2 separate regions of the Oryctolagus cuniculus genome follow, and region 2 is linked to region 1. Evidence: chromatin contacts called from public Hi-C data. All regions are on one chromosome and are shown on one strand. Each heading gives the region's core, a stretch centred on a gene start, on an enhancer-like site or on the middle of the called end of the contact. The rest is flanking DNA. Distances are from core to core; before and after follow the strand shown.

The links. A called contact is a pair of places that touch in the nucleus more often than the background predicts.
Region 2: a contact with region 1 is called in a Hi-C map of an unstated tissue, with 5 times the contacts expected there. The contact joins two enhancer-like sites. A contact is called at or near these places in 3 of 6 Hi-C or Micro-C datasets (ear pinna, skin fibroblasts and an unstated tissue).

Annotation. Positions count from the first base shown.
Region 1 is chr7:104,489,481-104,493,215 of mOryCun1.1, forward strand. No RefSeq gene overlaps it. Among named protein-coding and RNA genes, the nearest start is that of DIRAS3, 34 kb to the right of the region's middle. Within about 2 kb of position 1,956, at least 2 of the 8 cell types and tissues checked have an H3K27ac peak or open chromatin away from gene starts, as enhancers often do.
Region 2 is chr7:104,787,974-104,791,708 of mOryCun1.1, forward strand. The region is part of intron 2 of GNG12 (G protein subunit gamma 12); the gene reads left to right. Among named protein-coding and RNA genes, the nearest start is that of GNG12, 74 kb to the left of the region's middle. Within about 2 kb of position 1,713, at least 2 of the 8 cell types and tissues checked have an H3K27ac peak or open chromatin away from gene starts, as enhancers often do.

The DNA of each region.
Region 1 (3,735 bases), core at 706-3,205:
TCAGGAAGCAGAGGCACTGTCCCCTTGGGTGTGTGGGAGCACACAGCAGTGGTCCTAGTCCCATGAGGGTTCTGGCGCATGTGTTGGCATGTTGGGAAGCAGCAGGTGTGCTGTGTGTCCCTGGAGACAGGTGGTTAGGCTTCCACGTGATCCACACCTGCCAGCCAGGCACAGCCATGACCCCAAAGGAACCCCTTGCAAGGACCTTATCTGAGTTGGAGGTTTCTCCTCTGAAGATGTGTGCATCGTGCCTGAACCAGCTTGCAGGATCTGCAAGGGAGGCACAGTGTGTGTCCTTTCCCCAATGGACCAGATCCTTCTGTTCCCTTCCACTTGCAGGACCACCCATGGGACCTGAGATTCTCCAGCAGGGTTTTCCAAACCTTCACCTGCACACAGCCCATCAGGGGACTCCTACTAAGCTGTCTCGAGGGTAAGCATTTGGCCCAGCGGTTCAGACATCACTTGAGAAGTTCACGTCCATAGCAGAGGACCTGGGTTACAGCCCCAGCTCTGCTTAGGATCCCAGCTTCCTGCTCATGGGCACCCTGGGAGGCAGCAGGTGACGGCTCAAGTAGCTGGGTCCCTGCCTCCAACATGGGAGATCTAGATGACGTTCCGGGCTCCTGGCTGCAGTCTGGCTCAGACCTGGCTGGCTGTTGTGGACATTCTGGGAGTGAACCAACACATGGGACTCTGTCCATCTATGTGTCTGTTTCTCTCTGCCTGTCACATAAAAAAAAAGTAATAAAACAAATAATTTACAAAGCTATCTCCAACAGGCAGTGTCTAAATCAGATGGTTCGGGTAGGAGCCTTAGTCTGCGTTTCTGATGGGCTCCCAGGGCAATGCTGATGCAGACAGATGTGGGATGAAGAGTCTGTCCCCAGAGTGCCTGGTGTAGCCCCCTCCCACCTCCCACCTGCTGGGAATAGGGGGCTGGGCTGTTAGCTGGAGAGGACCCTGAGGGCTCTGTCGGCTTCATCCCCAGCTGTGGGTCCAGAACCTAGCCAGTGCATGCGACACAGGAGGGCTGAGTAATTAGTAGGGTTTCTCAGCCATGATGACCCTTTTCTGGCATTTTCTGGAAGATTCACTGGGATGGCATGTATTACATTTCAGTTTGTAAGTGGTTCAGGACCTCTGCGAAGTGCCAAAGCTGTTTAAAACCATCCCAAACATCTCTTTCTCCAACTCATAAATCTGGCTCCACCAGCTCACCTGTGAAGGCGTCCACCTGTAAGCACATGGGCGCTTTTATGGTCCTGGGACACTGGACAATGCTGTTGTGGCCTCAGAGGGGTGGATGGAGACAGTGGGCTTCCTGCTCTGGGCCTCAGGGGTGTGGGGCGCAAGCTGGCCGATGACCCCAGAGAGTGGACCAAAGCAGTCCAGGCCAAGTATAAGGACAGCAAACTGACCCTGCGTCACGACTTTGGCCTCAACATTTGCCTGATGTCTCACTGCCAGTCTATGCAGGGAGCCACATTCCTCGCTCTTTCTTTTTTTTTTTTTTTTTTTTTTTTTATTCTTTTTTTTTTTTTTTTTTTTTTGACAGGCAGAGTGGACAGTGAGAGAGAGAGAGACAGAGAGAAAGGTCTTCCATTGCCGTTGGTTCACCCTCCAATGGCCGCCGCGGCCGGCGCGCTGCGGCCGGCGCACCGCGCTGATCCGATGGCAGGAGCCAGGAGCCAGGTGCTTTTCCTGGTCTCCCATGGGGTGCAGGGCCCAAGCACCTGGGCCATCCTCCACTGCACTCCCTGGCCACAGCAGAGGGCTGGCCTGGAAGAGGGGCAACCGGGACAGAATCCGGCGCCCCGACCGGGACTAGAACCCGGTGTGCCGGCGCCGCTAGGCGGAGGATTAGCCTAGTGAGCCGCGGCGCCGGCTATTCCTCGCTCTTTCACAGATAGTTTTGTTCCAAGAGAGCAAGGAGAGAAGCAGTTTGTTACCATGACAACTGCTTAGCGGGATTCTTAGGAGCAGCCGGGAGTGGGGGCACGTCTCGTCAAATTAGGTTTCCACCTTCAGTAATCTTCTTAGAGACCAAATTTCCCGGTACAGGAACCGTGTAGCCAGTGACCCATGAGAGACACAATGGTATTTTCCAGTGATTTCTGGGCGGGGCAATCCAAGAGGGCTTCCCAGAGGAGTGAAAATGAGTCAGACCTTAAAGTACTCGGATAATGAGAGAGACTATGTAAATGACGGTAGAGCTCAAGAGAGTCTACCAGGCACGGCTGTACAGCTTGTGCCTGACCAAGAGAGCAAGTATGGCCTCAGTCTCGCATCAAGTTGTGCACCCCTGGGTGCGGCTTCCTTCCCCCCGCCCGGACCCTCTGTCCAGGGTTCACAGGGCACCTGCGTGGGCGGGCGCCGGCCAGTTTGCTCAGGTCACCTGTGACCAGCGCATCTTCTCAAAGCAGTCAGCTGTGTACTTTCCCACAATGGCCCAGGGAGGGCGCTGCTCAGCTTCACACGGGACGACAAAGCCCTGCCTGCACAAGTGGTTCTGAGCATGCGGTTCGAACTGGAGCAAACCGGATCCTGGAAGCAACCGGTCTGCTATTTCCACCTCGGCTGAATTCAGTTAAATCTCTCGCCAGCAAGGACAGCTCAGCTGCCACGCAGGACCCGAGCGGGAACAGAGCCCCCTGGAACAGATCCCTCGTTGTCCCGAGGGAGCACGGGAGCCCCGCGTGCTGTGTGCCGGCTCCAGCAGCTTTCCCGCCCGGCAGTGAACACCACGCACGGGCAGATGATCCCGGGAAGCGTGGAAGGTTGCTCAAGGGCGGCCTTCTCAGTTAGGGCTCCACTGCGATTCAGGGTGCGGCTCCCTCCCTGCGCAGTGAGGGAGGGGTGTTTGGCATCTCAGACTTTTGCCAAGGTCACCCCGTCATTGTGATAACCAAATTCCCTTTCCATATTCGGATGTCTCCTTAAGGAAGGGTGAATCACCCCAAATGAGAACATCTGGACCCCCGTTTCTGTATGGAAAACAGGCTCAGTGACTCAGCTGGGGCCGCTTTCGCTAGCTTCTCCCTGCTCACCTCAGAGTGGTCCTCTCCTCAGCTTTCATCATTCTCTGGGTTTCTGAATTGAGGCCAGAGAACATTCTAGAACCGAGGGATCTGAGTTCACCCATCTTCTCCAAATGCTCTTATAAGCTGTCTTAGCTGTGGCTGCTGGAACAAGCACACCACAGGCGGGGAGCTTAAGCAACAGCCACTTATTCTCACAGTCTTGGAAGCCGGAAGTCCAAGATCAAGGTGCCAGCAGGTCCTGTGTCTCTTCCTGCTTCCCTCACATGGTGGGGTGGCAGGGATATTTGATAACTGATAGCTCATGTCTGTTCTTATAACGGCGCTAACTCCATGGCGATGGCTGCACCCTCACAGCCAAATTATATTCCAAAGGCCCCATCTACTAAAACTGTCAGATTGGGGTTAGAGTCTCAACAGCTGACTTCTCAGGAAATGCAAACATTCAGTTCAGGGCAACAGGCAAACAGATAAAAATGATAAGCGGAAGACCGGTGGGCTCCCTGATTTGAACCTCTGTCTGGCCTCTCCGGGCGGGGGGCGCACATGCACGGACAAGGGTGAACGAGGCGGGGGTGTGAGCAGCTGGACCGGCTAAGGGGCAGTCAGGTCAGGTGGAAGGCAGTGAGGTCACTTAACGGCACGTAGTGTTTCCAAAGCCAGACAGGGCTGTAATCCCCGCCTGCTGCGTTAT
Region 2 (3,735 bases), core at 463-2,962, 300 kb after region 1:
GGTTTGCCATCCACCAACCGTATTTCAACTTCCTTAGTCTGGGTCTCCCATGTAGGAGGCCAGCACCCAGCTACTTAAGCCCACTTGCTGCCTCCCCAAGTGCACATAGCAGGAGGCTGGAACTGGAAGTGGAGCTCACACTTGAACCCAGCTACTCCCATACGGGCGCTACGTATCTTAGCTGCTACACCAGACTTTTTGAAGTACCTGCGTATACCCACCATTAGTGAATTATTCCTGTGGCTTTTTCCCTCTTCACAAGCCAGGAGCTTCTTCCAGGCTCCCCACATGGGTGGCAGAGACCTAAGTACTTGGACCACCTTCAGCTGCTTTTCCAGGCCATTAGCAGGGAGCTGGATTGGAAATGGAGTTAAAAAGTCCCTGTCTCTGGGAGAGGAACGGTGCTACGGTATTATCCACCCCTGAAAGAGTCAAGGACAAGGTCCTCTGGAGGTTTTAGGTGGTTTGACTTGGTGGGAGAGGTTGAGGAAGGGAGAGCACCCAGTAGTACTAAAGAGCACGGTGTGGATGCTCGGGAATAGACCGGAGGACACCAGCTACCTAAGGCGGTGGGGGGTGCTCGGGTGGGTAGGAAGCAGCACAGCGAGACGAGGGAGGGAGGGCTGAGATACCTGCTGACTTGGCAGTTTGGCCCGAGCTATTCTGGGCCCAAGGCTACCACCCTGTCCACAGGCACACTCGCAGCTTTCTCACAATGACTGTCCCAGAAGGCAGCGTTTGTAAAACTGGCTTCCGCTCGCCATCTTAGGAGGGTTTGGTTTCCACTGTTTTCATTGCTGCGATCCGGTCTTTGTGCCTGCCTTCTTTTTTTTTTTTTTTTTTTCTCTCTCTTTCTGTCTTTCTGTCTTTCTGTCTTTCTCAGGCAGAGTGGACAGTGAGAGAGAGAGAGAGAGACAGAGAGAAAGGTCTTCCTTTGCCGTTGGTTCACCCTCCAATGGCCGCCACGGCTGGCGCGCTGCGGCCGGCGTACTGCGCTGATCTGAAGGCAGGAGCCAGGTGCTTCTCCTGCTCTCCCATGGGGTGCAGGGCCCAAGCACTTGGGCCATCCTCCACTGCACTCCCTAGCCACAGCAGAGAGCTGGCCTGGAAGAGGGGCAACCGGGACAGAATCCAGTGCCCCGACCAGGACTAGAACCCGGTGTGCTGGTGCCGCAAGGCGGAGGATTAGCCTAGTGAGCCGCGGCGCCGGCCTGTGCCTGCCTTCTTCAGAGGCTCCTGAACTGAACATTTTCCAATGAGATTCAGAAAATGGAGGGAGGAAGGCGGTGGGGATGAACACGTAGGATGACATCAGAGGGAGGAGGAGACCCCTGTGCATGGGTGAGAGCCTGTCATTTGCTAGCAAGTCCAGCAGTCTCGCCTCATAACCCTCTCGGTCACAGCGCACGGCGGCTGAAGATAAAACACCCTGGATACTCAGAAGAAGATGGAGGGAGACGTCTTCAGGGTGCTCATGGAGAAGAGAGCAGACAGCGCAGCAGGCACCATCCCTGTAGTCAGGGAGTAGCTGGGCTCCCCCTCGATGTAGGCAAAGGGGTAACACACCTCAGTGCAGTCCAGCTGTGCATTTGTCTCTCGGCCCTGCTTCATCCGAGGGTAAAATCGAAGAGTCCCAACTGGAATAACAAATACATAATTCACATTCCCCCTTCCCTGCCCGCTTCGTGGTGGACTTGGCAGATTGTCAGGGCTGTCTTCATGCTGAACCTTGGCATCTGGCCGTGGACCGTACTTGGCACATGAGTTGAAGTCAACTCTCCACCCTTGCTCTGAAAGAATAACAAACAACTTGCTGACTGTACCCGATGAACTTCGTTTTTCTTAGTCCCTGCCATTCTGAACCACAGCAACCTGTGGAAGTGGCTTTGCACACACACACATGAACGCTGACCCTGTCTACTTTGACCTGTGAGCCCCTCCTCCTGTGCACCCTGTGTAGCCCTCCTGTGCAAGCCCAGGGCTCCAGGGCTCCTCTGACCGTGCAATGTTCAGTACCTCTCGGGGCAGTTTCAGAGGCTCATGGGACTTGCCGCACAGTATGTCTTTGATAATAACAGACTATCTTCCGCCTCCTGGTCAGCAACTTTAATATTTATTACAGGAGTTTTGGTGGCAGCCCTGACTGGCTGTCCGGTTGATGCAGAAGGTAGAAGGGGCATAATATTAAGCCCTGATTTTTTGCAGGAGTGTCATAGGAAGAAAAAAAAAACTTTTTTTTAAAGATTCATTTATCTGAAAGCTACAGAAAGAGAGAGAGAGAGAGAGATCTTCCATCCATTGGTTCACTGGCCAGTTGGCTACAATGGCCAGGATTGAGTCAAGCTGAAGTCAGGAACCTGTACTTTCTTTTGGGTCTCCCACATGGGTGCAGGGGCTCAAGCACCAGGGCCATCTTCTGCTGCTTTCCCAGGCCATTGTCATGGAGCTGGATCATAAGTGGAGCAGCTGGGACACAAAAAAAGCACCCATATAGGAGCAGGTAGCACAATGCTGGCTCCAGGAAGAAAAAATTTCTAATTGTTAGGATTATTTTCAGAAAGAAACTCCTAGAATTCCACAAGGACAACCCATGAAGAAGAATTTCCTTTGTGTGTGTGTGTGTGTGTGTGTGTGTGTGTTTTATTTGTGAGGTAGAGTTACAGACAGTGAGAGGAAGAGACATACAGAAAGATCTTCCTTCCGTTGGTTCACTCCCCAAATGGCTGCAATGGCTGGAGCTGCACTGATCTGAAACCAGGAGCCAGGAGCTTCTTCCCGATCTCCCACGTGGGTGCAGGGGCCCAAGCACTTGGGCCATTTTCCACTGCTTTCCCAGGCCACAGCAGAGAGCTGGATTGGAAGAGGAACAGCCGGGACTAGAACCGGCACCCATATGGGATGCCAGCGCTGCAGGCAGAGAATTAACCTACTGCACCATGGCTCTGGTCCCGGAGAATTTCCTTTGAATCAAGTTTATTAGCTAGAATTATCTCGGTTGCAAGCATCAGAAATCTCATATAAGCTGGATTCTTGTCTAACATGACTGGGATCCTTAAGTTGTGCAGGCTTCAGGCATAGCTGTATCCAGGGGTTCAGAAGGTGTCACCAGGCCATTCTCTTTCATGCTTGCTTGCTCTCTCTGTGTCTTGGCTCGGCTTAACTGTTGGCTTCATTCTTAGCTTTGCTCTTTCTCTCCATGGTAGCATCAGCACTGAAGGTCTCCATCATTCTCACAACTATGGATTTCAATGAACAAGGTGCCTCTAGCCATGATTTTAGTAGTAGTACTGAGAAGGGCTTTTGGTTGACCTAATTTGGATTGCCTGCCTGAATCAAGAAGGTAGCCAAAAGTAGGTAGTAGACCATAAGCCATTTCTCTTTGGCCACAGCTTGTTCGTGTGTCCCATGAGAGAAAGTCCCACCAGAATTAGATGGACTAGGATTCCTATGAGAACAGGAGGGCTTTTGTTACCAGAAGGATGGAAGGAAAGCGAATGGCAAACAGATAACATTTCTGGGTTTGGAGTCCAATGGGTTAGAAATTCTTAATTTGGAGTCCATGTAAGTGGAAAGGTTAAAAACTAGGTTCAGGGGTTGGCACTGTGGTATAGTGGGTAAAGCTGCCGTCTGCAGTACTGGCATTCCATATGGGTGCTGGATCTAGTCCCGGCTGCTCCACATCCAGTCCAGCTCTCTTCTATGGCCTGGGAAAGTAGTAGAGGATGGCCTAAGTCC